Regions from separate parts of the Mus musculus genome. Here region 1 is linked to region 2. The links are chromatin contacts, called in public promoter capture Hi-C maps. All regions are on one chromosome and are shown on one strand. Each heading gives the region's core, a stretch centred on a gene start, on an enhancer-like site or on the middle of the called end of the contact. The rest is flanking DNA. Distances are from core to core; before and after follow the strand shown.

What was found. Capture Hi-C pulls out chosen DNA fragments and counts their contacts.
Region 1: a contact with region 2 is called in a promoter capture Hi-C map of adipose tissue. The contact joins two enhancer-like sites. A contact is called at or near these places in 3 of 39 promoter capture datasets (the 3T3-L1 cell line, cranial neural crest and pre-B cells), 1 of 484 Hi-C or Micro-C datasets (nephron progenitors), 1 of 115 datasets of contacts at active chromatin or transcription factors (microglia) and 3 of 9 other capture datasets (adipose tissue, liver and pancreatic islet).

Annotation. Positions count from the first base shown.
Region 1 is chr1:152,806,366-152,809,398 of GRCm38.p6, forward strand. Ncf2 (neutrophil cytosolic factor 2) reads left to right here. Exons shown (of 16, transcript NM_010877.5): 2 at 892-1,840. The coding sequence starts at 1,667. Among named protein-coding and RNA genes, the nearest start is that of Ncf2, 7.7 kb to the left of the region's middle. Within about 2 kb of position 1,391, at least 127 of the 459 cell types and tissues checked have an H3K27ac peak or open chromatin away from gene starts, as enhancers often do. A contact at or near this core is called in adipose tissue, where this site is marked.
Region 2 is chr1:152,498,540-152,501,760 of GRCm38.p6, forward strand. Colgalt2 (collagen beta(1-O)galactosyltransferase 2) reads left to right here. Exons shown (of 12, transcript NM_177756.4): 8 at 1,366-1,472. Among named protein-coding and RNA genes, the nearest start is that of Gm51749, 40 kb to the right of the region's middle. Within about 2 kb of position 1,467, at least 11 of the 459 cell types and tissues checked have an H3K27ac peak or open chromatin away from gene starts, as enhancers often do. A contact at or near this core is called in adipose tissue, where this site is marked.

The DNA.
Region 1 (3,033 bases), core at 141-2,640, 310 kb after region 2:
AGTCTACTTGATTTCCCTGAGAGTAATCACTGTACTGGTCAAGTTCTGTTCATTCATTGGTCAAAGTCACAGATGTGGCTATTACCTGTGGGTCATTTCTCAGCATGCATGCTGGATAAGACCTCTAGCTCTGAACTACTCAATTTTTTATATTAAGACAGAATCTTACTAGATTGCCCAAGGCAGGTCTTGAATTTGGGATCTTTTGGTCTTAGCATCTTAAAATAGCCAGGGTGGCAGGCCTCCGCCATCAGGCTAGACTCTAACTCCTTCAATCATTTCTTAAGAATCAGTGTCAAGGATCTGAGACTTAAAGACACTGTCCCAAATTTCAAGGGACCTAAGAAGTAAGCAGGTTGAGAGGAAATTCGGTCATTATTTCGGAGGAGGTGAGACAAAGGGACAATACTCTCTCCGTAATGTAGAGTGCGGAGTGGACTGTCGCACAGTAGGGACATAGGAGACTGGATGAATGAGCCTGGAAGGGTGAGGAGATTACCAGGCAAAGAAGTGAGATAGGAAGGCCTGCCAAAGTCAGGGTAGAGGCTATGCAATAGCACCTTCCTCCTCCTCCTCCTCCTCCTCTTCTTCTTCCTGCTCCTCCTCCTCTTTCTTCTTCTCAGTCCTCCTACCTTACAAACTCTGTGTTGAGTTCTTCCAGGTGCCTCAAAACCAGACATAGAAATACTCATGTATTTGGCCCTCATCAACTATATTTTGCCTACCAAGAAGTCCAGACTTCAGCAGATTTCATCATTTAGACACACAACCTTGCTTTTCCTCAGAAAAGTTTTGTTGTTGTTATTATCTGTCTGTCTGTTGTTTGTTTTTTAAATTAACTTTGACATTACCAGGGCAGTAAGTAAAGAAATCCTAAATCTGTGTTTACAGAGACTAGTGAACTCATTAGTCATCAACACGAGGAGTCATGTCTTCAGCTTCTCACAGACAGACAGAGCGATGGTAATTGCTGTCATGTCTGCCGCCCAATTTGGATATCTACAAGAAACTGGACCCTCATGAATTCCCTTGAAGTAAGCTCAGACCTGAATGGACACTGAAGATTCTCCATCCTGTCTCAGAAATATGTAGCATGCTTCCTCCCCACCCACAGATTTAAAAACAAAACAGTCAGTGTAGTGGCTGCACATCTATCACTCCAGAAATTCAAAGTCTGAGGCCGGAGTACTGGGAGTTCAGACAAGCCTGGGTTACATCCCTAGACCCAGAGCCTGAGAGGACCAGAGCTAGCAAGTCTTCCAAGGGTGAAAAAGAGTCAAGTACAGGACCAGGCCCAGACCTGCTGAGGTCCCCCTGACCTGAGGCTCCCACAGAGGGTGTGGGAAGCAGACATGTAGGAGGTGCCCAGGACATAGAAGAAGCTCTTAGAGGAACTGACCAGCCCACGGCAGGCTGCTCTGATGTACTTCCTCTTTCCCAGCCAGCCTCCTCCAGCCCTCTTCTCTCCTTCCTTTTCTCTCTCATGCTAGTTTATGCGTCAGTTCCTGAACGATGGGGAAACTTCCTGACGCTACGAAGTCGCCCAAAGGGAGGCTAGACCCCATTCTGCGCGCTAGGCTGGGACCTTGAAGCCTGGAGCGCCTACCCGGCAGCTCTGAGAGAGACACCTTGAACTACCATCCTGCCTTCTGGTAAGCACCTAACCATGTCCCTGGCTGAGGCCATCAGACTCTGGAATGAAGGGGTGCTCGCAGCCGACAAGAAGGACTGGAAGGGTGCCCTGGAGGCCTTCAGCGAGGTGCAGGACCCCCACTCGAGGATTTGCTTCAACATAGGCTGCGTGAACACTATCCTGGAAAACTTGCAGGCAGCCGAGCAGGTGAGTTGAGGGGCCCCTGTAATTATAGCCTTTCCGCCTCTGGAAACCTCATCCCCCAGAGCCGGAAAGGAACAAAAGCCTTCCAGAACAACCTCAGAGGCCCCAACTAATTGCCCCTGGCCTGGCAGGCAGTTTTAAAAGCTCCCAGGGCAGGTTTTCAGAGCCACCCATGGGTGGGGCTCTGCTCTTTATGAGATCTCCTTATTACCCAAGATCATCTTTTAACCCTTTGTGAAGACTTCTTCATTTGTGTTTTCTTTTACCTCGCCTCCTGGATAAAGTTTCTCTGCACCATAAACCCTTGTATCCAGTTGTAAAATGCCTATTATGGCTTCCAGGAACTTACGCAACATCCTATCAGTTTGGCCTGCTCAAAGAACAAGTCTGATCAACAAGGCAGGGTTCTTCTTTAAGAATTCTGAGGCTAGTTGAGGAAACTCACACTGTAATTAAGTCATGAAGTTCACCAAGGGTATGGGATAGGGCATTTCAGCATCTTTTTTTGTTTTTTGTTTTGTTTGGGACAGGGTTTCTCTGTATAGCCCTGGCTGTCCTGGAACTCACTTTGTAGACCAGGCTGGCCTCAAACTCAGAAATCCGCCTGCCTCTGCCTCCCGATCAGCATCTTTTTAAAATACTTTTTCTCTGGCCCGGAGTTGAACATGCTCGATTCTCTTTATTTTATTTTGATTTTTCTCTGTGGAGACCTGGTTATCCTAAAACACAGTCTACAGATCAGGCTGGTTTTGAACTCACAGAGATCCGCCTGCCTCTGCTTCCCAAGTGCTGGGATCAGAGGTGTTCAACATGACCAGCAGGCCTCTTGATTGCTTAGGTGTGTGTGTGTGTACATGTGCGTGTGTGATGTGGGTGGGGGTGGCTACGTATGTCATGACGCACATGTGTCAATCAAAGGACGACTCTGTGGAGTTCCCTCCTTCCATTTTGACCTGGATCCAGTGACCGACCCCAAATCTCTGAGATTGCACAGCAAGTGCCTTTGTCTGCTGAACTCGATCTCACAGCTCCGCGGGAGCTTCACCTGCTTCTTGTTGTTGTTGTTGTTTTCTAGGAAGGGTCCCTGTCTTAGTCAGGGTTTCTATTCCTGCACAAACATCATGACCAAGAAGCAAACTGGGGAGGAAAGGGTTTATTCGGCTTACACTTCCATCCTGCTGTTCATCACCAAGGAA
Region 2 (3,221 bases), core at 217-2,716:
CATAGGTACAGGGCTTGAGGGGTGGGTTTGCTCAAACCCCTCCTTTTCCAAACAGCAGAGCTAACTACACAGAGAAAATAAATACTGTCCCCAGAGTCACCTCGACAGTCAGGAGGCAACGAGTGTCCTCTGCCCTGTTCCTGTAGGTTTCTCCCTCACTGGGATGTAGATTCCTGATGGCTGTTAACATCTCCCAATAGTTTAATATTCAAAATCAGCTCATCAGTGCTTGCAGCCAGAGGCCTTTATTCAAAAGCTAACTTATGCACTGGTAAGACAGTCTGGTGGCTGAAAGCACTTGCTGTCAAGCTAGAAGATTGTCAATTGTCCTCTGACCTTCTCGACACTCACAGCAATGCAGTTACACTATACACACTAAATAAATAAATGAATAAATAAATACATACATACATACATACATACATAAAACGCTAATTTCCCTACAGCAGTCTTCATGAGGCTTTAGTTGCCTTATGATGTCTATATGTTAGTACTGCTATCATCTAGGCATTTCAGGCCAGGGTAAAGGGTACAGGCAGACTTGGCCCTCGCTCAGAAAGCCCGAATGCACATCCATCTGTATTCACAAGCCAGCAGGTGCCCTCTGTTGAGCACTCAAAAAAAAAATCTCATACCGAAATCATGTTTTATGCTACTCTCTCCTCGGTCAAGGGTAACAACCAGGGAACTGGGCCCTTTTCTTCAATGCCTTTATCCTTTTAGATTTAGGGGTTGAAGAATTCTGGCAAAAAAAAAAAAAAAGCTTGTGAGACGGAGATCTTGACATTCATTCTGAACACATGAAGACTCGGATCTTTCTTAGTTTTTGAAAGCTGTAAAGCTTACCTAGTGGGTGTGAATTGTGACGATACCAAGCATAGTACTTGTGCAGTAGAGCCACAGTGGTCCCCATTCCAGGATGAGGAGACTGAGACATGGAAGCAACAGGCCTTAGGCAAACAGCAAGCGGCAGTATTAAACCTGAAGTACGTGGATGCATTTAGTCATTTGGCTTGATTAAGCCATTTAGCAAAACACAGCTCCCCTTCTGAGCTGTGTATGTGCATTTTAATTCACCTTTGGCCTTTGGGGTGATCATTTTTTGAACTTTATTTGCTCAAGACAATAGAGAACGTGACCATCGGTGACTATCAGGTTAGGCCATTGCTGATGGTTATATCTAGAAAGCAGCTTAGTTCTGATAAATAGGTCCTCGCCCGTGAACCCAATAAGGAAGACAAAGCCATAGCTTTCTTCCCATCCCTTACCCCTCTGGTCCTCACATCCGTTTTGCTAAGCTTTTCAACCAACCCAAAATAACTCCCAGCCACTCGTGTTTCTTTGCCCTTTTGTATCCTGCATTAGATTTTCATGATCAACCTCAAACGCAGGAAGGACAGGCGGGACAGGATGCTGCGCACACTCTACGAACAGGAGATCGAGGTCAAGATTGTCGAGGCCGTGGATGGGAAGTGAGTCACTCCTCTGCCCGCCCCCTTGCAGGTGTGGTTGGAGCCTTGTCCGACTAAGAAGGAGTCCTGGAGGGAGGGACCTCTGAGGTTCTGACCACGGAGGGGACCTGATCCTCCAGTCTCTGGCCACCCTCAGAGCTGTGGTGGTTTCTCATGTAATAGAGGGAATGTGTTTGAAACCATGTTCAGGTCTGCAGAAAACAAACAAACAGATAACAGATAAAGGTCTATATGTCCTGTGGTGTGAGACATCTAGATTCCTCCTGGTCTGACCACAGGGGCCATTTTCCCTGGAGATGTGACAGTAAAATCACACATACCTAGAACTGACTATAACCCAGGCTAGCCTTGAACTTGTAATTCTCCTGCCTCGGCCTCCAGAGTGCTGGGATTTACAGGTATGTCTCTAAGCCTTTGGTCTATGTTGAGCTAAGTGTTTGGGATTCCCCTCTCATTTTCAAATAGGTCATCTGGCTTCCCCTGTACCACTTATTTGAAAACTACACTTTGCCCTCTGAATTCTGGGAACCTTTGTCAAAAATCAGTTGACCATAAATGTAAGAGAATGCCCCCGACCTCTTAGTTTCATTAAGTTAATTTATAGATCTATCCTTATGTCAGTAGCACATTGACTTAATGGCAGTGGCTTTACTGTATAAGGAGACATGAGTCCTGCACCTTTGTCACTTGTTTGGAAGGCTGGTTTGCCTAGCATAGGTGCTTGGTGTCCTGTGAACATTACTATTATATTGTCAGTTTACACATAGATTTAAACACACACACACCCTCACACGCACACACACACCAGCTTGGGTGTTGATAGGAGCTGCACTGAACTACAGGTCAGTTGAAGAAGTGCCAGGAATCATAACAAGTCACTTCACTTACATCAATTGTTTGACTGAGGCTTTGTTGCTTTTAGTTTTAAGTCTTTTGTTAAATTTATTCTTTGGCATTTGTTGATACCATGGTAATAGAATTATTTCCTTAATTTATTGTTTTTAGTATTTATTGCCAATGTGTAAAGATACTATAGGTTGTTGTATACTGATCATATATTCTGCAGCCCTAGTTATCAATTTTAGTTGTGTGGTGAGTGCGTGTGTGTGTGTGTGTGTGTGTGTGTGTGTGTGTGTGTGTGTACATGCATTGCTTTGGTTCTTCTGTAGGCAAGATCTTGTCATTTATAATTGGAGGAAGCATTATTTCCTCTTTTGCAATTTAGATAGCACTTATTTCCCTGTCTTGCCTTATGACCCAGCCTGGCTATTACCTTGAACACAACATTCAAAGGGCATGATGAAAGCAGAGCTTTTGTCTTTTCCTGATCTCAGAGAGAAAGCATTTATTTAGATTTTCTCTGTTAAGTTATGCTCGAGGTACAGTTTTATCAAGCTGGTGGTGTAGACCTTTTTTTTTATTACTGTTTTCTTATTTTTTAACATGAAAGTTTGTCAAATGCATCTTCCATTGGGATGAACACATAGCTTCTTTTCTGTCAACATGGTGCATTGATTTTATAGATCTTCACAGGTTAAACTGCACTTATAATGCTGGAAAACAAGTTTACCTGGTCCTGCTGTATACCCCCTCGCCTGTGTTGCGGGATTCTATCTACTAGTGTTTTCTTTACAATTCTGCATCTGTGTTAATAGGAATATTGGCCTGCAGTTTTCTAGTTTCACTTCAGATACTACTGGCTTCATAGAATCTTTTGGGATTGGTTCCCTCCTCTTTCTCTTTTTTAAA